Regions from separate parts of the Mus musculus genome. Here regions 1, 2, 3, 5 and 6 are each linked to region 4. A link is a contact called in public HiChIP or PLAC-seq and promoter capture Hi-C data. All regions are on one chromosome and are shown on one strand. The core of a region is the stretch at or near the end of the contact, and the rest is flanking DNA. Distances in the headings are between cores, read along the strand shown.

Region 1 (4,584 bases), core at 34-2,533, 1.1 Mb before region 4:
TCTCTCTCTCTCTCTCTCTCTCTCTCTCTCACACACACACACACACACACACACACAAATCTTTGTCATCAAAAAATCCTTCTAGTGGCTCAGTGGTTAAGAGCACTGACTGTTCTTCCAGAGGTCCTGAGTTCAATTCCCAGCAACCACATGGTGGCTCACAATCATCTGTAATGAGATCTAACGCCCTCTTCTGGTGTGTCTGAAGACAGCTACCATGTATTCATATAAATAAAATAAATCTTTAAAAAAATTCTTCTGGTCCTTTTCTTGACAATACTGTATGAAGTAATTCACATTGAAGAAAAAATGTGACATTTGATGTTTTCTTAAGCAACAAACTAAAAGAAGATCAAGCCTTGGGATTTATTAGGAAGCTGTCAGCCTTCAGGATCCAGAGATGCCTCTACAAATACCCACTAGACTAGCCATGGCTGTGTTTCTAAAGCTAACTTTTTAAAAAATATTTATTTATTATATATAAGTACACTGTAGCTGTCTTCAGACATACCAGAAGAGGACATCAGAGCTCATTACAGATGGTTGTGAGCCATCGTTTGGTTGCTGGGATTTGAACTCAGGACCTCTGGAAGAGCAGTCAGTGCTCTTAATCACTGAGCCATCTCTCCAGCCCCTCTAAAGCTAATTTTGTTTTGTTATTCCCAAACTGAAAATTTTGAATTGTCTGTCTCTCCATCCATCTATCCATTTATTGTGTTTTGATGCTAGGTCTCGCTGTAATCCTAACTGGCCTGGAACTCCACAGTTTTAACCTATAGTAAACTATAGGGTTACTGAAAAGTAAACCAACCTGGGTTCAAATTTGTGGCAATCTTCCCACCTCTGCCTCCAAAGTACTGGAATTGCCAAGGCTAGACCCTGAATTGAAACTTTAAAGTACAAAAATAATACACAATCCTCAAGATCTCATGTCATTGTCCTTAGGATAACAAAATGTCTTCTATCATCTAAACACAGGTTGAACACCTCTAATTAAAAACTGAAGTCCAAGCTGGCGTGGTGGCGCATGCCTTTAATCCCAGCACTTGGGAGGCAGAGGCAATCGGATTTCTGAGTTCAAGGCTAGACTGGTCTACAAAGTGAGTTCCAGGACAGCCAAGGCTACAGAGAAATCCTGTCTTGAAAAACAAAAACAAAAACAAAAAACTTAAGTCCAAAATGATGCCAAAGCCAAAACTCTCTAAAAATCTACATGATCTCATAAATGAAAATTCTACACTTGACCTCAGGTGAGAAAGTACACAAACAGGGTTCACTAGAACTGCTTTAGAGATAAGAGTGTAGTTCAGAGGCAGAGCACATGCTTTGCATGCCTGGGGCCTGGCTTCAATCTCCACCATCAAAAAAAAAAAGAAATCTTCAAACTCAAAAATTTCGAAATACGCAGAGGGGCACTGATTGCTAAAGAGATAACTCAGCAGTTAAAAGCCTGGCTGCTCTTCTAAGGGACCCAGGTTCAATTCCCTTCTCATGGCAGCTCACAACTGTCTGTAATTCCAGTCCAGGGATCCAATACCCTCACACAGACATACATACAGGCAGAGAACACCAGTGCACACAAAAGTAAATTACTTTTAAAAGTCTATCAAAATACTTCTGGTTCCAAGCATTTAGAATAAGCGCAGTCATTAAGCTATAGTATACTCTCATTTTAGACAAGGTTTTACTTTGTGTGAGGAATCTGTGTGTACAGTGTTCATTCATCAGCATGTATGCTGTACCTGTACATCCTAAATGCAATGCTAAGCACAGCTAGGGAACAGAGAGTCTAGTGCGAAAAGGCAAGCACATAAGTAATGAAGTTATACACAACCGAGAGAAGCATTTCCTAACAATGATTGCCTGGTTACTGGGCTGTTTCCCCATGGCTTCGGCAGTACTGGACATTGAACCCAGGGTCTCACGTCTGCTAGACAAGTGCCCTACCAGTTAACTTTTAGGTTCTTTATTTCAAAGCAGGTTTCATTAAGTTGCCTAGCTAGGTAGGCCTTGACCTAGTTATTACTCCTAGCCCAACTCTCTCCAGTAGCTGAGAATTCAGCCTGTACTACCAAGGCCTAGCTTGAATTGTGTTTAACATCCTGCTGACAGGTTAGTTTAACAGGTACAAAAGAATTTCAAGAGAGAAACAAAATATAAGCAAAGCAAACACAGCAACATTCTCCACCCCTGCAAGCTAAGGAAGCTGAACATGGCTTCACAGTGATAAAGAGAAAAGAGCAAGGAAAAGGCCAAGAGGCAGAACTGAACTACCACAGGCTTTGTTGTGGATTCAGTCATTATCACACAGGCAATGGGGACTTGCTAAGGAAGCTTTTGCTTCTGGTTTGTACTGGGTACTGAATCCTGAGCCTCCCACACCTAGGCGTACACTCGGCCATGAAACTACACCCCCAGCCTTTTATATTTCTTCTCCTTTATAAATTTTGTGATAGATCTCACTAAAAGTTGCCCAGGGTAGACTCATTCAGTATCTTAGGCAGGCCTTAAACCATCTCTCTGGGTCCATGGTAGGACTTTTTAAGCCAAAAAAAAAAAAAAAAAAAATTCTACCTGATTATTTTTTTGTTGTTGTTGTTGTTGTTTTGGTTTTTGGTTTTTTGTTTTGTTTTTTCGAGACAGGGTTTTTCTGGGTAGCTCTGGCTGTCCTGGAACTCACTTTGTAGACCAGGCTGGCCTCAAACTGAACTCAGAAATCCACCTGCCTCTGTCTCCAGAGTGCTGGGATTAAAGGCGTGCACCACCAAGCCCAGCAATTTTGTATTTTTTGTTGTAGAAAATGGAGGCCTCGGGCTGGTGAGATGGCTCGATGGTTAAGAGTGCCGACTGCTCTTCTGAAGGTCCCAAGTTCAAATCCCAGCAACCACATGGTAGCTCACAACCATCTGTAACGAAATCTGATGCCCTCTTCTGGAGTGTCTGAGGACAGCTACAGTGTACTTACATATAATAAATAAATCTTTAAAAAAAAAAAAAAGAAAATGGAGGCATCACTCTATAGGTAAGACTGTAAGACTGGTCTCAAATTCCATACAATCCCTCTGCTTCAACCTTCCCAATTCTTGGGGGTGGAGAGCTGCCGACCATAGCTACTTTCATACTTCTGAGGTTTACTTCTCTGATTTGAATGTGAAAAAAAGCTTTCTGAGAAATAGTTAAGTCAGACCAATTAATAGCAACTATGTAGCAGTCCAAGTAAGAGGTAACAGCTTTGGACTGCTGTATAACAGTAGAGCTGAGGAGATGACAGGTGGAAAGAAGCACAGGAAATAGTCGCAATGAAAGTTGTTGAATGCCGCTGGGCCAGTGGGGGCGCACGTCTTTAATCCCAGCACATGGGAGGCAGGCGGATTTCTGAGTCCAGGCCAGCCTGGTCTACAGAGTAAGTTCCAGGACAGCCGGAGCTACTCAGAGAAACCCTGTCTCAAAATACAAAAAAAAAAAAAAAAAATTAAAGAATGAATGGCAAGAAAAACATTGTTACATTTAAAGACCATAATCAAATCATTACTTACCTCCCAATCTCTGGAGCTTTTATTGAACTTTTTTAATCATCATCAGCCTATTTGTTGAAGGTACTATAGCATCTCATTTTGGTTTGTTTTGATTTGATGTTTATGTATGCATGGGTGCTTTGCCTGCATATTATGTATGTGTACCGATTACATGCAATGCCTGCAGCCTGCATAAGTTATCAGATTCCCCTGGGATTGATTGAGACCGGACAGATAATTGTGTGCTGCCACGTGGGTGTTGGAAATCTCTGGAAGAGTAGTCAGGGCTCTTAACCACAGAGCTACCTCTCCAGCCCCCGGTACCATAGCATCTTTAAAGTCAGAAAACAAACAAGATGTAATTAAGAAAAAGAAACTGAGTGGTGGTGCACACCTTTGATCCTAGCACTTAGGAGGCAGAGGCAGGAAGATTTCTGTGAGTTTGAGGCCAGCCTGGTCTACAGAGTGAGTTAGTTCCAGGATAGCCAGAGCTACACAGAAAAACTCTAAACTCTGCCGGGAAAGGGGGAAGTGGGGGAACAAAAAAGAATGCAGGCACTTCAGTTTTGCTCTTACCATATGTAAGCAAAGGCAACAACTACTACATACTACTACATACTACTTTCTTTTTGCCTCTGTTAGTCCTCTGAGTTCTGTACCTATGGCTATTTTCTCTAACACAGAACCTGAGCTCAGCAGTACCAGAACTGGCCTCATATCCCTTCACCAAGACCAATTCATGCCTGGCCCCAAACTGTTTCTATCACCTTATCCTTTCCTAGAAGCCTATAAAATAATCCAAGAAGAAGAACTGAGAGATAGGAGCTTGCTGTCCCTCTGTCTAATTCTTCCAAAAGAATGCTGAAGAAATGTAGGGAAATTCCAGCCCCTGGGATTTCCCTATTCTTCCTAATAAAGGCAGGATTGCATGAATTTTATCATTACATAATAATAATAGTTCCAATAAAAAATAGTAAATCATTTTACACATACAGGGATCTCAAATCACCCCCCAACTAACCTAGTCTAGTCCCCGTGTCCTTTTTTTTTTTGGTTTTTCAAGACAGGG
Region 2 (4,511 bases), core at 1,180-3,679, 1.7 Mb before region 4:
TTTGGTTTTTGGTTTTGGTTTTTTGGGTTTGTTTGTTTGTTTTTGTTGGGTTTTTGCTTTGTTTGGTTTTGTTTTTCAAGACAGGGGTGATCTGTGTAGCCCTGGCTGTCCTGGAACTCACTCTGTAGACCAGGCTGGCCTCGAACTCAGAAATCTGCCTGCCTCTGCCTCCCGAGTGCTGGGATTAAAGGCGTGTGCCACCACTGCCCTGCCGTCATTTTAGTCTTGAGACGGGGTTGCAACAAGTTGGCCAGTGCTCAAATGATCCTCCTGTAGTTTGCATCCCAAGTAGCTACAATTACAGGTGTATGCCATTGTGTCCTTACTACATTAGAATATTTAATCAGGGAATAGTCTAGATGGTCTCCAGTGGGGAATTGGAACACCCTTGTATTATAGCATTAGAAGGTTGTATTGGGGCTGGAGAGATGGCTCAGCGGTTAAGAGCACTGACTGCTCTTCCAAAGGTCCCGAGTTCAAATCCCAGCAACCACATGGTGGCTCACAACCATCTGCAATGAGATCTGATACCCTCTTCTGGTGTGTCTGAAGACAGCTACAGTGTACTCATATATAATAATAAATAAATCTTTAAAAAGAAGAAGAAGAAGGAGAAGAAGAAGAAGATTGTATTGGGAATACAGGCATGAGCCATCATACCTGGCCTTAGTGAGGTCAGTCTGGGCAACAGAGTGAGAATCTGTTTCAAAAAAAAAAAAAAAAGAACAAAATGAACAACTCAGGTAGGCCTATTTTCCAAATATAGATTCCAAGCCTCCTGTGAATTCTATGCAACAATATCTCCCTTAAAAGTTATTTTCCTGCTTACATTGGTTTCTGTTATTGTGACCAAGACCCCGGAAAGTGCAGCAACCACCACAGACATCTGCATGCCTGACAACAAGACCCTGAAAGGGAGTCTAATCCCTCTGCACCAAGGCTGCAACCAAATCAGGAGCCTTTTCTGGGCCTCCCAGTACAGCACAGAGCAGGGCATACAGGCCGTCTCAATAAAATCTGGTTGGCTAGGTCACTCAGGAAGCCAGTGCGTAAATATTGCCAGAAGTCATTCTAGGTGCAGGGACTACAAAGCGAGCCAATTCCTGCTTTCAAGGATGTCCTACACACACCTTAGACACAACAAATGGAAAATGGAGAGTCACACACACCCCCTGTCTTCTCACCCAACTCGTGGGTCATCTCACACCTCCCTGGCCCAAAACAACGGGACGTGTTTATCCTTCTGGCTTCAGTCTGTTAGGATGGCAACAGCCTGTAGTTCTGAGTAGTTAGACAAAAAGAGTAGGAGGAAGAGAAGGATGGCAGACAACCAGACACCAGACCTTGATGCCAGGTGTAGGATTCTAGATGAATTGGCTGCTATCCTAAGTTACCTTCCTTGGACCTAAATTAGTTAGTCTTTTCCTTTCTCAGAAGGTAGCCTGTTTATGATAACACAAAGGAAATATATATATATCTCCATCGTCTCGGCCAGGGATGTCATGCAAAACTTCAAACACTTTGATCCCACAGCTAGGAAGCACAAAACAGGGGCCTGAATGAAGTTTCCACACCCCTACACTCCTATCTCTAAAACAGCCGTTAGGAGAGTTTTGTGTGGAGGATGAATTCTGGGAGGCAGGGCTGTGAAGGAAGGGTCAAGTGTCAGCTATGACCTGGGGGATGACAGAGGTCTCACTACCCTCCCCAGGGATAAAGCTGCTGTTGTTCGAATTCTCTCATGTCCTTTCCTAAGGTGCTCTATCTTTTTAGTAAACAAATTCAGCCCGGCGATCCTGTGAAGTCATTACCATTCCTTCATTTCACAAGTAAAATTGGGGCTCCGAGGGATTATATATACTGCAGGCTTTCTAGCTCGGAATCTTCACTGCTATTCAAGGTTTAAGCCACTGAGCTAAAGAATGGGCTAATGGTTACTGAAGCAATGGGTTGAAGAAGCCTGGGTTCAGGGCCGAGGGCCACCAGGTGGCGCGGTGGAGGTGCAGTGTGTGCCCCACCATCACCACCACCACCTCCTCTGTCATGGGTGGGACGCACCTGAACCTGGTGGGGCGCGCCCCGGGAAGTAGACTAGCAGGGTGGGGCAGGGAGCAGCTCTAGTCCTTGGCTCTGAGTAGGCGCGGAGCGCCGCTTTAGTTAAGTCGCTTGGACCGCGGGAGCCTCTCGAACAGTCACGCCTCCACCAGGAGACTGCGGGGCTGCATCAGCTCTTCTGCTCTGCGCTCCCCAGCGTACAATTTATTAGGGAGCTTCAAGGGATAGAATAGAAACGACCAGTTCAGCCAGGAGGTGGGGCCGGCCCCACCTGTCGCCAGCGGAGAGAGGGGCGGGAGGGGGAGGGGCTTGTCTCCTAGGGACCACCCCCCCTCCTGGTCCCCAAGCCCCGGGCACGCGACGAGATATAAAGCAGTCGGGAAACAATGCGCCTGCAGATCGCGCTCCCGCGTCGATCCCGGGAGCGTCCTGGCTGCCGTGTGCGAGCGAGGCGGGGGGCGCGCGCACGGGGGGCGCGCTCGTGAGTGCGGGGCCGCGCGCTCGGTGGCGCGCATGTGTGTGTGTGCGGGCTGCCGGGCTTCCCCGAGCCGGCGGGGAGCCGCTCCGCTCCAGGTGGCGGGCGGCGGGAGCGAGGTGAGGCTGCGGGTGGCCCGGGCAGGGGTCCCCAGGGGACTGGCGGGCTGCAAGGCTGCAGACTGCCTTCGAGACAGCGCGCCCCCGCCCGGCCCTGCTGTGCCCCCGGAGCTGAGCTCCGGGCGGTGCTGGCAAAGTTTGCTTTGAACTCGCTCCCCTCAGCCTGGTCGGCCCGTTGCGAGCTGCCCTGAGCGAGCTGACCCCAGGCCAGGCTTCCCAGGAGCAGGGACCAGGGCGCGGGCTGCAAGCTGGTGGGCCTGGGGAGAGACCAGAGCCCCGCAGCCAGCTGCAGCGAGGGACTCGGAGCCGCCTCTTCCCTCGGCGGGCACCGCAGTCAGCTCGTCTCCCCCTTCCCTCCCGCAGGGAGCGGACATGGACTTCGACTCGTATCAGCACTATTTCTACGACTATGACTGCGGAGAGGATTTCTACCGCTCCACGGCGCCCAGCGAGGACATCTGGAAGAAATTCGAGCTGGTGCCGTCGCCCCCCACGTCGCCGCCCTGGGGCTCCGGTCCCGGCGCCGTGGACCCAGCCTCTGGGATTAATCCCGGGGAGCCGTGGCCTGGAGGGGGTGCCGGGGACGAGGCGGAATCTCGGGGCCATTCGAAAGCCTGGGGCAGGAATTATGCTTCCATCATTCGCCGTGACTGCATGTGGAGCGGCTTCTCCGCCCGAGAACGGCTGGAGAGAGTGGTGAGCGACAGGCTGGCCCCAGGCGCGCCCCGGGGGAACCCGCCCAAAGCGCCCGCTACCCCGGACGGCACTCCTAGTCTGGAAGCCAGTAACCCGGCGCCCGCCACCCAATGTCAGCTGGGCGAGCCCAAGACTCAGGCCTGCTCCGGGTCCGAGAGCCCCAGCGATTCTGGTAAGGACCACCCGGGGGCTAGCTAAGAGGGAGGCACCCCTTGGGTGGCCAGAGCTCTATCTACCGCTGTTTGAAATCAGGCATTAGATCTTAAACCTTCCCATCACCTCCCCATTTTCTGACTGAAGCTGTCGGTGTAGCCCCCAGCTGTGTCTGTCTGGCACGTGGGTGTGTTGGTAAACAGTTTGGAGAAGTGGGGAGGGAGCCAGCGTCCCTCTGATGGTGATTGGAGCCCCAGGGGACCAGGGCGACTTGGTGAGGGTTGGCGCTTAGAGAGGACAATACTCGGGTTGGACTGTAGGGGATTTCTGTCCTTGGGAGGTTGAAAGGGTTCCCTTAAGAGTCACTCCAAGCTTGAAGCTTTTTTGTTGCTGCCTCTTTCCCTGGGAAACTCACACTTCCCTAAGGGAGAAAAGACTGAGATACCTTTTGAGCAGAACCAAAAGCCTTCCTCCACTCGAAAACCTCCATCTCCCGCCTGCTGCACTTTAAATTGCTAATTCTCTTCTCTTACCCCAGTCCCAGTCCTTACTACTTCCCATCACTAGTGACTAGTGAGACAGGTGGAGGGAGAGTAAACGCTCCTCTTAACAGATGGGAAAACTGAGGATTAGAGACAGGAAATCAGTCAAGTGAGCCCCAGCCTCCTGCTGTCTAGTCGCTTCTTTTCCCAACTCCTTTCCCTGTCTTTCTTGGTGTTTAGAGGGTCTTCCTCATAGCTTGTTTGAGAAGAGCTACACGATGCCTGTTGATTTGGCCTTAGGAAGGTATCCAATCTCCCGCCCAATACATCTGTGGGCTTCGGCTGCTCTTCTACATTCAACATTCCTGCTCGGTCCCATCTCTGGTATTGAGATAATGGTCGTAGCGCCCCAGGCCTCCCTCCATACTGATGAAGAGCAGTCTTCACTGAGCTCAGACCACCTTGCTCTTCCCCTAGCCTCTGAGCCCCCCCCCCCCCCCACTCAGTAGAAGTACACGGGAAAGGATGCTA
Region 3 (4,460 bases), core at 634-3,133, 1.1 Mb before region 4:
GCATCCAAAGTCATTCTCCCTGCAGTGTCCAGACACAGTCACCAGTACAGTGCCCAGGCATACAGTCACAAGTCTGACTTGTATGAGAGGAACAGTGAGAAGAACAGACTTATACTATATGCATTTCACATATTACTACAATTACCAGCTAGTATTTATGAATGTGTATGGAAGACACTATAATATCATATACTCCTCATAACTACTCCATGAACTAGGACCTGCTTTAATCCCCTTCTTAACAACGAGGAAATCAGGGCACAAAAAAATTAAGCAATTTTCTTAGTCTGTGTAACCATTAAGTGATAGAGCAGCAAGTTCCTGTTTTGATTGTGGCTCTCTTTATTAACTAGGCTACAGAGCCTCTAGACCAGTGGTTCTCATCCTGTGGGTCATAACCCCTTTGGGGGTTAATGACCCTTTCACAGGGGTCACCTAAGCCCATCAGAAAACACAGATATTTACATTATGATTCATAACAGTAGCAAAATTACGGTTATAAAGTATCATGGAAAATTATTTTTATGGTTGGGGTCACCATAACGTGAACTGTATTAAAGAGTTGCAGCATTAGGGAAAGCTGAGAAGCACTGCTGGGGGAATGAAGGGCTGAAAGTACAGAAGATTTTCCCTTAGTCAGTGGAGGTTCTGACTTCCTTACATTCCTCTGTTAGTTACTAAAAGGGACCTTTGGGCTACGAGCTTATCTCTAAGCACTTTCAAACACAGACCACTCTTTTCGGGTCCCAGGAAGGAATTCTCTGGAAAGACACAAAGCTAAACACCCATGCAATAACTGCCTAATGCTGCCTCTCCTTGTGCCATAAACATGGTACAGTATACACCTCTGGGAGTACGAACCCTGAAGGCAGAAGGTCAGAATTTTGCCCTTGTTCCTCTCCTCTAGATTTCTTCCCAGAACCCCTCTGAATCAAAACACCAGTAATTTCAATATTAGGAAAATCGAACCAATCTGGATTACATTTTTGTTCTGTTTTAAGAAAACCAAAAGAATAAAATCAAAAGACATACTATCTTATTGACCAGTAAACTCCCCAAATTAATTAGGAGATCTAACCTGACTGGTGGTGACAGCAGCTGCAGGTGATCTCTGAGTTGGAGGCCAGCCTGATCTACAGATATGAGTTCTTGGACAGCCAGGGGTATACAAAGAAACCCTGTCTCAAAAAACCAAAAGATGAAGATGATTAAGACTATCTAGAAATTACCATCTAATAACAAAGTCTTTATACAACAAAGGGTATTTTAATGTAAAAAATAGGAGGACAATTTCAGAGTAAAGGACAGTTTTAGTTTGGGTTGGGTTGGTTTTATAAGGAAAAGAATTGAGGCCAGGCAGTGGTGGTGCACACCTTTAATTCCAGCACTTGGAGGCAGAGGCAGGCGGATTTCTGAGTTCGAGGCCAGCCTGGTCTACAGAGTGAGTTCCAGGACAGCCAGGGCTACACAGAGAAACCCTGTCTTGAAACACCTCCTCCTCTCCCAACTCCCCCTCCTCTAAAAGAGAGAGAACTGAAGGATTGCTCTCAGGCCAGCACCAGTCTCTACCCCACAGGAAACATATCCAAAAAACCTAGACCACTTGGTCAAGGTCATAGAACATTATCTAAGGCTCTCCCCTCCCTAGCCAAGGGACCTAAGCAACAGCTAACAGGCCCCACCCTTGACCTCCAACAGATTCTGTTCCCAAAGCATCCTAAGTGTGTTTCTCTAGCTTAGCTAGAAAGGAAAATGTAAAACAACTAGCAATAGGCCCCAAAGAGGAAACTTAGGCTATGACTTCTCCCTCCCCCAGAGGTGAACTCCCTAACCAACCAACTTCTGCTAAAAATACCCCCTCCACCTCCCCACCCTCCCGTCTTTCAGCTCTGTGCAGCATGACTAAAAGTGGCTTCCTGACACAGACAGATGCAAGAGCATGAATTCACACTCTATAAAACAGCCCCACACCCAAAGCTTGGGCTCTTAATTGCCCTCATGCCAAAGACATACCCAGGAAGTGGGGGAACCCAAGTCCATTTTACCCCACATTTCAAAAGCCCAAAGGTTGTGTAATGCCTGCAGGGCTTCAAAGGAGGCGCATTCCAGTGAGTCCAAGAGCACAAGGCTGTAAGACAAGAAAACCCTTCACATACTAACCCATGCAGCACATGCGGCACACCAGGTGGGCGTTGAACTCATGTTCATCTTGGTAACTGGGCCACATGGCTCCACTGGCCCCACCTTAGAAAATCGGGTCCCAAAGGACTTCCAGTTAGTGGCCTCTGCACCCTCTGCAGCTGCTCAGAGTGGACTTAAAGGTGAACAGAGACAGATAGCCAAAGGGCTGTGTGACGGCACACACACACACAGGACAGAAAAGAACAGAGAAGTGACTCCACCCACAACTTCCTACTGACCTCCTTCTTCCCTTGAGGTCAGAGAAGAAGCTCCTCCCCAGATCATTTCCAAAGGCTGGGCCCAGATCTGCAGGTAGACACTTATTCAAAAGCGGCAACCACTCACTATTTCCAGACCAACATAGCATGAAGAGATGGGAGCTCTGTATGCAAAACTCCAAACAAGATATTAAATAAGCCTAGGGAGAAAGAAGCTGGCCTTTGAATTTACAGAGCAGAAACGTGTGACCTGGTGCATCTTAGACAGTAGCAGGTGAGCTAGTGAGTAAATGGCTTACTGCCGAGTCAGGGACAGTGCATTCGTTGCCCAACGACTTGCTCCTTGCAAGGGCTTGCCTCTTCTCAGGCAGAAGCACATCTAAACTGTTAGCCGACTGAGACAGTTCAGGCCACACAGGCAAGCCCTGACACTGTTCAATGTCAAGGGATTTCTAGGTTCTAAAGGGAGATTCTTCCCCCAACTTACAGTTGCCCAAAACTTCTGACTTCACCTTCTTTATAAAACAGCCCAGCCCAAGCCCGTGGCAAACAGCTTAGCAGTCCCCGTCAGCATACAATTTGCTTGCTGCTCCATTCCTTCCCGTATCCAGCCAGAAGTGACATCACAAAGCCCGATTCCCTTTCCTATCTATATCCTCTCTCTTCTTCTCCAGTCAGTGCACCTAAGTCAGCCAGGCCAGAAATCCCTGTAGTCATCAGTGGAAGGCAGCTTGCTTGTCTGTCCAACTTGTTTTCCAAGTCCTGACTAATTGTACCAGACACTGGAATGCTGAAAAAACACAATGAATGGCTTTTTCATTCAGATAGCCCTGCCCATCTTTGCCTCTTCATGATTCTGACCCTATCCCTGCAGTGGTTGTCAGGAACGACTCCAATTCTGCCCTCACCTCGCTGAGGCCGGCTTCTGATAAGGACCTAATCGCCGCCCTTAGCTCCAGCTCCCTAAATAGAACAACTTCTTTAGGCTAATGCTGCTTTCAATCCTGTTCCAGAAGACAGCCATGGGGGAGGGGTTGGCACCCAGGACAGCAAGGTTATGAAGAGTCTCCCAAAAGACCACAGGAGGAAACAGTGAACAGAGGCTCCCCTACTGGGCCAGACAGCTTACACAGTCCTGTTAGCTCCTCAGTCATCTGACAAGTTCCTTCACTCCCACCTACAAACTGCTAATAGTCCTGCTATTGCTTATTAAGAAAGCGCCTCAGCTAGCTCTATTCCCCCTTGACTAAGCTGTAGGCCACCTTCACAGCCTGTGACAAGAGTACTCAGTGCATGCCCCATCCACACTTCTTAGCCTAGAAGAGGATGAATCCTCCTAGAAGTATCTTGTCTTGGGAAAAGGAACCGGTAAGATATAGGAAAGAGAAGAAAAGGGAATATTCTCAGTCATATTTAATAATCTTTTCTTTTATCAATCCAAACTCTCTGAGCTCAAAGGACTATCCTTTATCTTCAAACCCCCGTCTGTAGCAGCTAGAAAGCATTCAGTTATTCAATGAGCTAAACTAAACTTGAATCTACTAAAACTAGTCACAGATCATGAATAGGCTAAGAGCTGTAACTTCATCTAATCACATCAACAATTCTCTAAGAAAAGCATCATTTCCATTTTAGAGATAACATGTGCTATGACATACGATGTTAAAGAGCAAACAAGTTGTTTGCCCACCTCCAAAGTTATGCCATTTATTATACTTGTCTCTGAGAGGAACCAACCCAGAATAACTAAGGAAGTAGAATATTCCTCAGAAAATAAAGAAATAACAACTCCTAAAACCAGATAGATGTAGTAGCACATCTATGATCCCAGCAACCAAGGAAGCTGTAGCAGACCAATTGCTTCAAGTTCAAGGCCAGCCTGGGCAACAAAGTGACACCATGTCTCAAACCCTTGCCAACAAAAAGAAACTATGGATGACAGAAAAATTAGAGCAAATCACAATTTTTCAGTCTCTAAAAAAAAAAAAAAAAAAAAAAACAACATAAATATTACTGGTAATGTCTGAGAAACAAAACTTGCCATCTCCTCACTCCCCTGGC
Region 4 (4,579 bases), core at 1,106-3,605:
CTCCTGCCCTGACTTCCCTTGAGCCGCTGCAATGTGGAATTGTAAGCTGAAATAAGCCCTTGGCTCTCTAACTTGCTTTTGGTCATGGTGTTAGAAAGCTAACAGCAAGCAGGCTCATGCACCAAGCCATCTCTCTAGCCCCCACACCCCTATTGCATTTTTAAAGAGAACTGACTCCAGAGGGTTGTCCTCTGACACAAGCACACAGGTACACTAGCACTAGCATGCACATGTGAGCCCACATACACACAAACCACCCAGATATACACCATATATATATGTATGTGTTTATTGGATAATTACATGAGTTTATATATGTGAAGTATTTAGGGAATGGTGCAAACTGGAAGCTCAGAGTTTTGGCTCTTGGTAAAGGCCTTCAATAGCACTTCAAGTCATAAAAAAAAGAAGAAAGACCCCAAGATGAAGCACCTTTACTGCTCACTAACAACTCTTCCTTTCCTGAAGGCTCTGCCCTAGTTATAGTTTCTATCGCCGGGAAGAAACCATGACCAAAAAGCAAGCTGAAGAGGAAGCGGTTTATCTGACTTCTACTTCATCATAGTGCATCACTGAAGGATGTCAGGACAAGAACACAAACAGGGCAGGGACCTTGAGGCAGGAGTTGATGTGGAGACCATGGAGGGGTGCTGCTTACTGGCTTGCTCCTCATGGCTTGCTCAGTCTGCTTTCTTATGGTATCCAGGACCACCAGCCCAGGGATGGCACCACCCACCATGGCACTGGGCTGGCTCTTCCTCCATCAATCACTAATTAGAAAAATGCCCTACAGGCTTTCTTACATCCTGATCTTATGGAAGCATTTCTCAATTGAGGTTTCCTCCTTACAAACAAACAAACACCTCTAGATTGTGTCAAGTTGACACAAAACTAGACAGTACAGTTTCCCACCATTGTCCCCACTTCAGGTCAGGACAGACAGACCCCTCTCGCTGTCTACTCCAACCAGGAATGATAGTGTTTCCTGCATTCCTGTACATAGAGCTCCCTAGACCTGGGAGACAAGTCCCAGAGGAAGGGCTCACCCTCAGACTGTCTGATAGTAGGTGCCTGGCAGGGAGTGGCAGGGGGTCCAAATGAAAGCAGTGTGTGACATTCATCCCTCATTTACTGCAGGTCAAACACTGGAGTAGATACTGGGAATGCAGTAGTGAAAAAAAAAAAAAAAAAAAACCGACCCAACCTCTGCCCTCGTGGCATTTGCAATTTAAGAATCAACAACATTTAAGCAATCCTTTAACTCTGAAAGAAAACCTGGCCTAGAGGCTGTCTTAGGACCTAGCAACCAGACCCCTGATACAGAAGGGAAGGCGCCACACCAGCCTTGAAGGGTCTTAATCCCCAAAATGCTAGCAAGGCTGGATGCAGCCTTGAATTAGGGGGGGCCTCTCTGGACATCTGAATCATCCCCGAGACGCAAAGGTTATTACCAGGGTTAGTTTGTTGTCTCTTGTTTTGCAAACAGCACAACAGAGCTCCCCCACCCCCACCCCGCCCTCCAGATCAAGGCTATTTATTCCTAGTGACAAGCCTGAGGATCCCAAGGGGGGTGGCCTCAAGGACCTGGATGGGCCTCGTGTCCCTGGCAGACACTAGTCCTCCCTTCCCGGAATAGGGTAGAAGCTGGAGGATCAAAAACTGCACAAGTTCCCTCCCTTCTTAACCACCCCTGCCTGCACCAACCACTCGCACTGTTCACACACCCTCTCGAGAAACCCAAAGCCAGGGAGGCCGAGGATTAGGGTCTCCCTGAGCCTCAAAGGTCAAAACTATTCCTGGGCACTATAGAAACCTCAGTGCCAGGGCACAGTTGAGGATGGGGAGGTTGTTGCCTGTGCTTTCGCCAGTCGCTTATAGAATAAAGCCCTTTGAAATTGAGGAGGATAAAGGCTCGCTCTCTTTAGCCCAAGTTTCTAGAAAAAAAAAAAAAACCTTGATCTCCGCTGGTAAGGCAGAATCAAAACCACGCCTCCAGCCGGCTGGATTAAGGCCTCCTTCCCAAGCTAAGGTTTAGTGTAACATCTGGGGATGAGCTAGAGGGAAAAGAGGAAGGGAGGTCTGGTCTCCAGATGGACTCTAGCTAGTCCTAGGAGCTCTGCACCCCTGGCCTGAGATCGCTTCCAGCCGTCCCCCGGGGTCCGAAGGGCGCAGGAGGCGGGTTAAGCTGCAGGGGGCGAGCAAGGAGTGGTCGAGGAGGTCAGAGCACCAGGTTCGACTGGGCTGGGCTCGCCGCAGGCAGGAGGGGGCGGGGTCTGGCCCTTGCGGGCGGGTTGGGGGCCCGGGGGCGGGGTCCGGGCGGGGCGGGCCCGAGCACTTCCTCGGAGGCTTAGGGCCGCGCGCCCACTCGCCCACACAGTCAGTCGCAGCCGGCTACCTCGCCGCTGCTCTCTCGGCCCCCCTCCGCCTGGCCCACAGGTAGGAGCCGCCGGGCGATCGGCTCCCGCCCCACCCACGCCGCGCGCGCCCAGCTCCCGCGCCCGCTTCGAGGTGAGAGTCCCCCGCCCCAGCTGCGCTCGGACCAGGGTCGCTCTCTGGGCCCCTCACCCCTGTCTTCTGCTGGGGCATCCCGAATTCGGGACCCCACGCGCCTGCACGGACCCCACCGCTCCGCGCCTCCCGGCCGGGCGGGGACCGCCAGAGTTGCAAGGGGTGGGGACCAAGTTTGAACTAGAAAAGCTACAGAGATCAGCAGGGTTGGAGAAACTGAGGCTCTTAGGGAGCCTGGTAGAACAGACAAGGACGCGCGCCCCAGGAGGCTACCGGGACCACTCCAACGAGGGCAGAGAATGGCCGGATGAACTTCTCGAGGCACGGCGGGGACCCGGGTTCTGGGGAGCATTTTAAGAAGCAAATGTATGGCCCCAGGGAACTCATTGCTAGCACCCTTCCCAGGGCCTTGGAGGGCCCCGAGGCTGGAGCTTGTTAGACTAGCGCTAAATCTGCCTCCCGGAGGCCTAAAGAGACTCTCAGGTCAGAGACATAGAGACGTCGAGAGAGACCAAGACTTGGATATGAACAGGGATAGAGATCCCCAGAGTGGAGGCCCTACTGGGACACAGCTCCAGAGATACAGGAACACCTTCACCCAAACACAAAGACGGGTACTGACTAAGCTCAAGGGTACTGAGAGGTACGGAGTGGAGGCTAGAGTTCGCTGAGGAGAGACACCTAGTGTGTTCACTGACAGCTGCCCCAGGCTTGAAAGGGTGGAGGCAAGGCTAGGGGGAAATTGACTCTTAGCCAGCCCATCCCCCAGGAGGCAGAGGACCTGAGGCTGTAAAGCTGAGCTGAAGAGAGAGAGAGAGCCCCATACACACACAGCCACTAAGACAGCGCCAACTTATTTTTAAACTCAAATCTTGGACGCTCTGCTTCAGCCCTAGGGGACTCTGGGGTGAATGAAATGTCCCTCTCCTGTTCTCGGAGCAGCTGCAGGATCTGCTCCCTTCGCCCTAAACTGCTTTGACTTCCAGGCCCTGTGGGGAAGAGGGGCAGTGGAGAGTTTGGGATTGGTGCCTGGTTGGGGGGGGGCTCTAATTTCTCCCCTAAGTCTCTTGTCAAGGGGGAGGGGTCTTCTCTGAGTTACAGCTGTGGGGTCTGGCCAGGGTCCTCCTGGACTTGGGATGGGCGGGGGGGGGGGGTTGCGGGAGGCGGGGAAGGGGGATATACTAAAGGGTTGAGCAGTTGGCATGGGTAATTGGAAAGACTTCTGGGTGTCTTCCAATGGCAGGCTGGCAGCCGGGGAAGACAGCCAGCTCTAGTGTATCTCCTGTTCGCCCTCCCTCCCCCCCAAAGGATGACTGCCCCTTCCACCACTACCAAAGCATTTCTAGGCAGAGTTCCCCTCTGATGGATAGGACACTTCTGCTCCAATTGCTGAACAGCCTTGGCCATGCCCCTAGCCTGCCCCTGGTATCTTGTACTGAGCTCTAAAGGGGACCTATACTCTGTCCTTCCTTTTCGTAAGCTGAGATGCAGTGGTCGTGGGGTGTGTATTTTGTAGATGACAAGGAATCTAGCAAGTATGTGCTCCTGGGAACTAACCATCTCTAAGGTCTTTAAAGTCCCCCCCACCCCACCCTGGTATCCCACTGGCTGGGCTAGAGCTTACGATGTGTACCAGTGGTTCCCTCAGACTTCACTAAGACTCCCAAGGTCACATCCCAGGTTAACTCTTGCTTCGGGCCTACCTGAGACTACCACTGTTTGGCTCCAGTAGGAGTTGAGGGGCTTGTTGTAAAAATACAAGTGACTAGCGTTTACTTACAGTGATTAGCGTTTACTACAGACTTATTACAGAAGCTGTCATGGGGATTATCACATTTTAGCTTGACAGCTGTCCTAGGAGAGGGAGGTAGTAATAGTATCTCATTTAACTGGTTGCACCTATACTCTCAGGGAATGAAAACTGTATACCCAAGGTCACAGGATTTCAAGTCAGGTGTATTTTTTGTGACTCAAGCAAGCTGTTATCCACTGGACACCATACAGAAAGATATCCTGCCACTCAGCTCTGAGAAGTTCACTCTGTGTGTGTGTGTGTGTGTGTGTGTCTTTT
Region 5 (4,285 bases), core at 30-2,529, 2.0 Mb after region 4:
GTGTGCATCAAGTGTGTGAAGTGCCTTCAGAGGACAGAGATACACCAGAGTTGCTGATAGCTGTCTTCCAGTTGCCTTATGGGTACTGGAAATTGATTCCAGGTCTTCCAGAAGAGCAGCCAGTGTTCTTAAGCACGGGTCCATCTCTCCAGTCCATCCCTAATTTCCTATCTTACTCTTTCCAAAATATTTCATGTAGGGCATGTGGATCAGGAATTTAATTCTAGCACTGATGAGTTAGAGGAAGGCAGATTTTTGTGAATTTGAAGTTAGTCTGGTCAACACAATTAAATTAGTTCCAGGACAACCAAGGCTACATAGTAGTAATACCCCATCTCTCAAAAAAGGCCGGGTGGTGGTGTCACAATACATTAATCCCAGCACTCAGAAAGCAGAGGCAGGTGGATCTCTGAGTTCGAGGTCAGCCTAGTCTATAAGAGTGAGTTTCAGAGTAGCCAAGAAATCCTGTCGGGACAAATCAAAATATAAAAAATAAGTAAATAAAAGTGAACATTTAAAAATTTGTTGGGATGAGGAACTTTGGGGAGGGGGGCAATGGCTGGAGTGTAAATAAATACTTTTTTTTCCCATTTTTATTAGGTATTTAGCTCATTTACATTAATAAATACATTTTTAAAATAATATTTTAAATGTAATGAAACAGAAGTATAGTAAAATATTTAAATTTAAAATTTTTTTTAAAAATTATTTGTATTGGGGATGAACGCGCTAGTGTGATGGTCAGAGGAAAACTTTGGGGAGTCTGTTCTTTCTACCGTGGGTTCGAGGGACAGGCTTGACTAACGTGCTTTCTGCCTCTGTCTATCCAGTACTAGGATTTCAAGAGGGAACCACCGCCAAGTAGGTTTTTTGTTTGTTTGTTTGTTTTGCTTTTGAGATGTGTTGTCCTAGGCTGCTCCCCTGGTCCTTAACTCTATGGCTCGGGGAAATTGTTCTTCAATCTGGCTTGCAGGGAAAATTTTCCCGTTTGTTTAACGAGCAAGGAAATGAAAACCAGAAAGCTGAAGACCTCCTCTCCTCTGTAGCACCCACACGTGCTGGTACTTCTTACACAGGGTACGGCTTGATTTGCGTGCAAACTCTAAAATTCGACTTGGTAGATAAGGAAACGCAACGCCCCATCACCCACAGCTACGTTTCCAAACCACACCTCTAGACCAGCCCACTCCGCAATCTCAGCGCGGAAAAGCACCCAAGCTCCCGCCTGCTCTCTCGCGAGAGGTGACGTCATTGGGCCGCGCCAGTGACTGGGCCGTCGCGCGTCTTGCGTCACCCCCAGCTCAGTCCGGGTGTGCTGTCTCACTGGTGAGGTCGTGTACCCGGGAAGTGTCCCTGTCCGTGGCCTCTGCAGCCTCCCGCTTCCCGGCACCATGGAGTACCTCATTGGCATCCAGGGCCCAGACTATGTCCTCGTCGCTTCCGACCGAGTGGCCGCCAGCAATATTGTCCAGATGAAGGACGGTGAGAGGAAGCAGGGGGAGGCCCGGCGGGCCTGGCTGGAGGGGCAGTCGGCGGGAGTTGGTGAAGGGGACCGTGGGCCTCCCTCTGGGCAGCTTGGAAGATGGAGCCCAGTGTGCTCTGCCCTGCTGGCACTGCAGGATTGAGAAGCCGGGGGAGCCGGCAGACAAGCTTAGGGCTCTAGTTTGGGATTCTGGGTCAGATGAGGCTTGCTAGGTGAGAGTTGCTCAGCGTGAGGGAATTAAGTTTATGAGAGCTCAAGTGTGTGCCCGGCGCCTCCAATTTCTGAATTTCTGGCAAGTTTCAGTCGCCCCAGATAGAAGTTATAATTTGTGGGTGCCCTAAGGTGGGATCTTGGGGAGAGTGAGACTCCCCAGAGTTTGGCATTTCCACTCTGCTTCCGCTGTCTTCAGTGGCTCACCTCAGAGCCTCTTCCGCCTTTCCCTGGCTGCTAGATTTTACTTGTCGTTAAATAGTGGAATGCAGCAGAGATGGCCTCTCTTTATTTGCTCTGTGAGTTTTGTACGTTATTTTTTTTCCCGTGCCCAGATTTTCTTATCTCTCAAATTACTAATAACCAACTCAAAACTTGTTGAGAGGATTGAGTGAAGGAGTTAGCATTGGACAAACACTTAACAAACTGAAGCATATATGTATCAGGTGTGTCCATCGTTAACATTTTAATTTGTTAAAAGTTTGGCTCTACTATGTGCCCTTCTTGCAGTTAGTTTTGGAGACAGAATATGTATAACTAAGATGTATAGATATAGTATATATTATATATAACACACATGCATATATATGTGTGTGTGTGTACATATATGTGTGCGTATACATATCTATGTATGTGTATATATGTATGTGTGTGTGTGTATATGTGTGTATATGTACAAAACTTTCTTAAGGAGATGTTGAAATAACTCAGTAGTAAAGATGCTTTTGCCCAGGCTTCACAACCGGAGTTTGGTCCCAGAACCCAGATGGCAGAGGAAGAGACCCCACCCCAACATCCTGCAGGTTGTCCTCTGACCTGTGCACCTGTTCTGTGGCAATGTGCACCTGTGCAGAACAAGAGAGAGAGTCTCTAAATAAATAAATAAAAATTTTAAAATTATCAAAGAAAAAGTTTCTAAGCTTACAGGTGGTAGAACCTAGGTTCAAATCTGTGTAATTTGGGACTGAGTCTACAATTCAGTGGCAACATATGTTTCGACCATATACAAGGCCCCAGCCTCAGCACTCCAAAAACAAGTTAGTAGACATTATGCAAAATGATCTCTTTTACCCTTAACAACTTCACTACCTTTATAGTGACAACTGACCCACAGAATCTTGAGTGTTTTCATGACTGATCATAGGCATGTTACTGTTTGAAAGATATCTAGCTTTTGTTCAGTGGATTAAAAGTTCATTTGACAAGTTTCATGCCTCTCTGTGTTCTTTACAGTGCTAGGGACTGAAAAGAGGAAGAAAAAAAAGAATACTATGTAGTTGGGAAGATAGTTGAGTAGGTCAGTGTGCTTGCTGTGTAAGCATGAAGAATTTAAATTCCAAGTACTCACTTAAAAGAAAAAAGATCAAACAGGCATGGCTGTGTCCCTACTTGGGAGCAGGAAACACAGATCCTGGGAGCTCACTGACCAGTCAGTCAGTCAGTCAGGCCCAAAGGGTGAGCCTCTGCTGCGTGAGAATAAGGTGAGGGATGGCCTGATGTCCTTCTCTGTCCCGGGTGAGACAGGTACACCCATACACTTATGTGTGACACACACACACACACACACACACACACACACACACACACACAATGTTAGTAATTCAGTAAAAGTCAGATGTGTGTTAAAATAACTGTAACACAAACTAGAAAGTATTTGCTGAGTTGAGACTAGAGCAGTCAAGCTTTGGAGACTTAAGAAGAAGAGGAGGAGACTTTAGGGATGGACCGTGGGGAGAGATTAGGGAAAGCTTTGAAAGTGAAGAGCAGTGAATCCTAGATCCCAGGAGGAAAAAGGCTTAGATCTGGAGCTCCTTGAAGTGCGTTGTCAGAACTGAAAAAGCACAGTTGCCACAACCGATCTCACAAAGCAAAGGCACCTACCTATCTGGTGTGAGCCTGGCGCTTCCATCTGGGGATAGAGAGAGAATGCTGTGAGCTTTGCTTGCATTCTGTTCTTTCTGAAGGACTTGAAATCAGACCTCTATGGTATTAATTGTCTCTCAAGAGACTTTATGAAATTTTATGATTAGTTTGTAGAAGTTATTTTGTGAGCCAGTCTCCAAAGGTTTAAGTTCATTTTGAGAGTAAATTGGTCCATTGCTTTGACAGCAGGTGATTTTAGCATGAAGAGTAGGTGGAGCGGATGTCAAGTTGCGGGGTCTCTGTTTCCTCACAGTGACTGTGTGGATGGCTTTGAAAAGGAGGATGTGCTCCATGCCTTTATCCATAAATGTTACACGGGATTCAAGCCAAGACAAGGAGAGCCAGGCATAGCGCGTTCCTATAATTTCATCCCATAGACAGGAATGCTGATTTCTAGTTGGAGGCTAGCCTGGTTTCACAGACATTGTAGGAGTACATACTGAGTCAGCCAGTCTGTCTGTCTCTGTCTGTCTTTAAAAGAAGCAAACATCGAAGAAAAAAAACCAAGCAATAAATACAAGATGTTTTTTATGTGTTAGAAGTATTACTAGTTAGTGTTAGGCTAGTTTTTAAATTAATGATGTTAGAAGTAAGTTGTTAGAATAGGCCCAGAGAACAAAAAGATTATTGTATGGGAAAAAAAGATGGATTTGAGTAGTTCTTTAAAAA
Region 6 (4,236 bases), core at 1,555-4,054, 1.4 Mb before region 4:
TCTAGGGACATTCTTGGGCAAGTCTATCCTTCGTTCTTAGTCCTAAACCCTGGGTCAGCCTGTCCTAAGGATGAAGAGGCAGTTACAGCCCCACATGTAGTCTGCCCTAAGTCCCCACCCTGCCCTCTAAGCAGGAAACAGTACGTAGGTCCCTCCTGCTTTTGGTCAGAAATACCCGCCTTCCCGGTGTGCTGTGTTCTACCCTACCTTGGCCACTGCGTTATGGATGTGAAACAGAGGCTTGGGGGCCTTCAGGTAGGAAACGAGTGGCTGAGGATCCCACACACCCTGCTCTACAGTCCCTTACGTTCCTCTGCCCACATCCTATCGAAAGCTCTCCCCGTCTTGGAGGGAGTATCACCAGCCTGAGCACTGGAGGGAGAGTCAGGCAATCCAAGTACGCTATTTCAGGGCAGTCACTGCCTCTCTGGGCCTCCCTGCTCTCCCCTGGGTAATGGGAGAGGAGATTTGATGGTCACCTGCTGTTAGGAGGCTCTGCTGGGCTGGTGGCCAGGGCAGGGTCCTTTCCCTGGTCTCAGCTCAAGCTGGGCATTCAAACCTGCCCAGCTCAATAGCCACGAGCATCAGCAAAGCTGGCGGGGGGTCTGACCCACAGTGAGGAAAACCTCCGGAAAATTATCTTTCAGACTTTTAGAAGCTGGGGCTGCAGAGTAGGCTCAGCACTCGCTGCTCATGACTTCCTATAATCTCTGACTCCAGTCCCAGAGGATCTGACACCCTCTTCTGCCCCCATGAGACACTGCATGCACTTGGTACATATACAGACAGACAGGAAAATCTTGTACGGACACACACACACACACACACACACACACACACACACACACACACACAATTTTTTTTTAATTTAAAGGTGGGGGTTATAGCTGGAGGATGGCTCAGGAGCCACTTGTTTCCCTACCTGAAGGCAGGCAGAGAGCATTACCCAACCCCCCATCCATAGCTGGTGGTGGCCAAGGTAGGGTGGAACACAGCACAGGGAGAAGGTGGGTGTTTGGGACTGAAAGTTCCAGGGCAGCAGGGATCTATATACTCTCTCCTGCTTAGAGGGCAGGGAGGGGACTCAGGACAGACCACATGTGGGGCTGTAACTGCTACCTCTCCATGTTTAGGATCTTCTTGAGAACCTGCACCCACAGGGCTGCTCACAACTGTGATGCCAGTTTTAGGGCATCTGATGCTCTCTTCTAACCTCTGCCAGCACTGGGCATGAATGTGGTACACAGACACACATGCAGGTAAAACCCTCATACATGTAAGTTAAAAAAATAAAAGACTCGTAGGAGAAAGTGGTCCTGATGTCTATAGGTCCCTGGAGAAAGGAGGAGCCACGCTTCGGGAGAATGGACTCACAGCTGCCCCTTGGGTCACTCACTGGCCTGAACACTCTCCGTGCCAGGCCAAGGTCCAGCTGCTAGAGCCCAGGCCCACAGGACTACAGTCATGTCTGAGTCTGTCCACTCCACCTCCTGACACTGCACCCCACCCAGTCACCCACAGAAAGAGCCCGCTGTCCGGGCGTGAGGGTCAGCTCTGGTCATTTTGATATGACCACAGGTTTCCACACTGAACTTTGTCCCTCCCTCTCTTCAGGGCTGCGTTTATCACAGTGACAGCATCACGGTCTGGTTACTCATCAGTATACCCAGGACTGTTTTCCGATGCTACCTAGGGGACCTGGACATCTCCAGATCCCAACTCCTGGGTGCCTTAGTGGGGCAAAGACCCTGGGCACAGGCGCAAAAAACGGACCTTCCAATCCTGATCTCCTGCAGTCGCCCCTCCCTGTGGTTTTACTGAACCATGGCTCCCTGTCCCAGGGGCCTTGTATTACCCGAGGGCATCATCCCCCGACAGGCGGCCACCCTCTCCTCCACCTACCGCCCCATCCGGATCCCTGACGCCCTGCACTCACCCATGTTGACGAAGCTCATGACCAGGTCGGCACGGCCTAAGTGAGCCTGTGGTGGCCCGCCGTCGTCGTCATCGGTCATGGCGTGGTATAGGTCCAACATGAAGAGGGGCGCGGACGCTGGCTGCCGGGCAGCGGCGGGTTGTGCACGGGGTCGGGGCCGTCCCGGTAGCCCGAGCACCGCCAGGATTTCACGCTGCATGTCGCGGCGCTCGCGCGCTCCCAGGCGACGCTGGGGACAGGTGTGCGGGGGACGCGGACCGTGGCCGCCTCCCAGCGCGCACAGAGCAAGGCCCAATAGCCAGAGTGGCCCGGGACGCATAGCCATCTCGGACTTTCAGCCGGCGCGCATCCACTGGTAGCTGGTCGGGCTCGGGCGCTACGCCCAGACGGGGAGGACCAGACGGCGCACCTGTCGCTGGCAGCTTTACAGCAGCTGCTCACCACGCACTCGGCAGGCGATCGCCGCGTCGGTAGGTCCCTCAGAGCAACGTGGGCTCTCACGGCGCTGACTTGCGAGTGTCCGCAGGAGGACTTTGGTGGCAGCTCAGACCGCCGAGCGCTCTTCCTCGGCCCCGCCCCTTCCCCGACCAGCCAATGGGATCACGGGGGCGGGTCCGAGTGCGGAAAGACGCCTGGGGATGGTCGCACTACTACTTGTGCGCGAAGTGGTGGGAGCCGCCTGGTGCACCCGTAGGTGGGAACGAACGGGCTGAAGAGAGGCCTTTAAGGGTGTCTTGGGTCCCCATCCAGCTTCCGGGGCTCATACCTGGCTACACGAGGAGACATTGGGGCCTCTGAAGCAGGCACCAGGGTGGGATCCTGAGTCCCGGAGCAGCGGTAGGACCCGTAGTGTCTCACCTTCTGCTCTGGAAGTCTCTGCATGCGCCCCTAGTTCCGGCCGTCGGGGCGGGGCGGGTGCCAGCAGTGCAGCGAGGGTGGGGCACACATTCCGTTGCCAGCAGGAACCAGGGCCCAGCCCCCGCTACTCCTCCGCTCCAGACTTCTTCTTCACCCAGCGGTTCCCTTTGTAGATCCAACCCAGGATAGGGCTCTGAGCCTCCTGAAGTAGGGTCACCTTCGCTTATCTCATTTGTGACAACTCCCCAGGGGCTTGCAAGAAAGAGACCTTGCAAAAACTCCCTGACTGGTTCCGCCCCTTTATGCACTCCGGCCTCCCAAGGCGGCTGCCACAGCACTGATACAGACCATAAAGGTGTTGGTGTGGCTCAAGTGGAGCAGCGAAAGAGCTCCGGGAGGCTGGAAGGAATAGAACAGGAAAGACGGAAGTCAGTAGGAGGAAAGCACCCAGCAGAGGGACTGGCTGTGTCAAGACTGGGAGTGTCATAATGACAGGTAACAGGGCTTTCAGACCTATTAGTGTTTACAAGCCACTATAGGCACACAGCTGCCTCTTTTCCTTTTCTTCTTCCTTTTTTTACCCCTCTCTTTCTTTCTTAGCTTACACAAAGCAATTTATTAACAAAATAATTTTTGAGAAATTCTGTTCACAGATCACGATGATCCCCCTTCCTTCAAGTTCTGTCACACGGGATGGGAGTGACAACCTCAACCTGCCTAATCTTCACATTCCTGAACAAACAAGAGCGCTGAGGGTTGACTGGGCTCCAGATCCAGGGGGTCTTGGATCTGTTTCCACCTGCGGTCTGGAGTTTGATACGAGGGCAATGGCGCCCAGCTCCTTGCACCTCTGGTCCATATCGGTAACATCACTGAAGGATGTAAAGATACAGTAGACACCGAATACATTCTGTCCTTCAGCCACTTGAGGTCTAAGACCGATAGCTTGTTTTTTTCCTTCCCCTTGGGAGGTGCTATTTCTGAATGTCTTCTCCAGATTTCTATACCAGCCCTGCCCCGCTCTGAGGTAGGTTCTCACAATGTAGCATTGGCGGACCTGGAACTTGACCTATAGAACAGGCTGGCCTCAAACTCATAGATATGCCTGCCTATCCCTGCCTCTGGGATTATGGCATGTGCTACTGTGCCCCACAAAGGCTTAAAACAAAACAAAACAAACAAACAAACAAACAAAAAACCGGGAAACCTGAGTGCTAAGCACTTTACCTCAGGTCAGCCTTCATGTGGTTGTTTGGAATTGAATTTTTAGGACCTCTACTTGCTCTGGTCAACCCCTCTTGCTCTGGCCAACTCTGCTCTCTCTCTCTCTTTTTTTAAAGATTTATTTATTTATTGTATTTAAGTATACTGTAGCTGTCTTCAGACACCCCAGGAAGGGGCATCAGATCTCATTATGGATGGTTGTGAGCCACCATGTGGTT

What was found. Promoter capture Hi-C pulls out the DNA fragments that hold promoters and counts their contacts. HiChIP or PLAC-seq counts read pairs in DNA pulled down with a chosen protein or histone mark.
Region 1: a promoter capture Hi-C map of liver shows a contact between it and region 4, with 2.5 times the contacts expected there. The contact joins the enhancer-like site here to the promoter of Fhl3 in region 4. A contact is called at or near these places in 4 of 39 promoter capture datasets (3T3-L1-derived adipocytes, embryonic stem cells, hippocampal neurons and 1 more) and 2 of 115 datasets of contacts at active chromatin or transcription factors (bone marrow-derived dendritic cells and bone marrow-derived macrophages).
Region 2: a contact with region 4 is called in a promoter capture Hi-C map of liver, with 6 times the contacts expected there. The contact joins the promoter of Mycl here to the promoter of Fhl3 in region 4. A contact is called at or near these places in 3 of 39 promoter capture datasets (liver and pre-B cells) and 1 of 484 Hi-C or Micro-C datasets (B cells).
Region 3: a contact with region 4 is called in an H3K27ac HiChIP or PLAC-seq map of bone marrow-derived dendritic cells, with 9 times the contacts expected there. The contact joins the enhancer-like site here to the promoter of Fhl3 in region 4. A contact is called at or near these places in 4 of 39 promoter capture datasets (the 3T3-L1 cell line, hippocampal neurons, liver and 1 more), 1 of 484 Hi-C or Micro-C datasets (B cells) and 4 of 115 datasets of contacts at active chromatin or transcription factors (bone marrow-derived dendritic cells, extraembryonic endoderm stem cells, large pre-B cells and 1 more).
Region 5: a contact with region 4 is called in a promoter capture Hi-C map of pre-B cells, with 2.4 times the contacts expected there. The contact joins the promoter of Psmb2 here to the promoter of Fhl3 in region 4.
Region 6: an HNF4G HiChIP or PLAC-seq map of pancreatic cancer cells shows a contact between it and region 4. The contact joins the promoter of Bmp8a here to the promoter of Fhl3 in region 4. A contact is called at or near these places in 3 of 39 promoter capture datasets (cranial neural crest, embryonic stem cells and hippocampal neurons) and 3 of 115 datasets of contacts at active chromatin or transcription factors (embryonic forebrain, extraembryonic endoderm stem cells and pancreatic cancer cells).

Annotation. Positions count from the first base shown.
Region 1 is chr4:123,645,993-123,650,576 of GRCm38.p6, forward strand. The region is part of intron 1 of Macf1 (microtubule-actin crosslinking factor 1); the gene reads right to left. It also overlaps the pseudogene Gm35241. Among named protein-coding and RNA genes, the nearest start is that of Gm12925, 18 kb to the right of the region's middle. Within about 2 kb of position 1,284, at least 6 of the 459 cell types and tissues checked have an H3K27ac peak or open chromatin away from gene starts, as enhancers often do. A contact at or near this core is called in liver, where this site is marked.
Region 2 is chr4:122,993,502-122,998,012 of GRCm38.p6, forward strand. It overlaps Mycl (v-myc avian myelocytomatosis viral oncogene lung carcinoma derived), which reads left to right and starts at 2,430. Exons shown (of 3, transcript NM_001303121.1): 1 at 2,430-2,649; 2 at 3,013-3,517. The coding sequence starts at 2,569.
Region 3 is chr4:123,562,303-123,566,762 of GRCm38.p6, forward strand. All of the region lies in intron 1 of Macf1 (microtubule-actin crosslinking factor 1), which reads right to left. Among named protein-coding and RNA genes, the nearest start is that of Gm31156, 12 kb to the left of the region's middle. Within about 2 kb of position 1,884, at least 249 of the 459 cell types and tissues checked have an H3K27ac peak or open chromatin away from gene starts, as enhancers often do. A contact at or near this core is called in B cells, bone marrow-derived dendritic cells, extraembryonic endoderm stem cells and 3 more, where this site is marked.
Region 4 is chr4:124,698,344-124,702,922 of GRCm38.p6, forward strand. It overlaps Fhl3 (four and a half LIM domains 3), which reads left to right and starts at 2,356. Exons shown (of 6, transcript NM_010213.3): 1 at 2,356-2,508.
Region 5 is chr4:126,676,364-126,680,648 of GRCm38.p6, forward strand. Psmb2 (proteasome (prosome, macropain) subunit, beta type 2) reads left to right here and starts at 1,280. Exons shown (of 6, transcript NM_011970.4): 1 at 1,280-1,482. The coding sequence starts at 1,392.
Region 6 is chr4:123,340,448-123,344,683 of GRCm38.p6, forward strand. It overlaps Bmp8a (bone morphogenetic protein 8a), which reads right to left and starts at 2,805. Exons shown (of 7, transcript NM_007558.3): 1 at 1,937-2,805. The coding sequence starts at 2,261.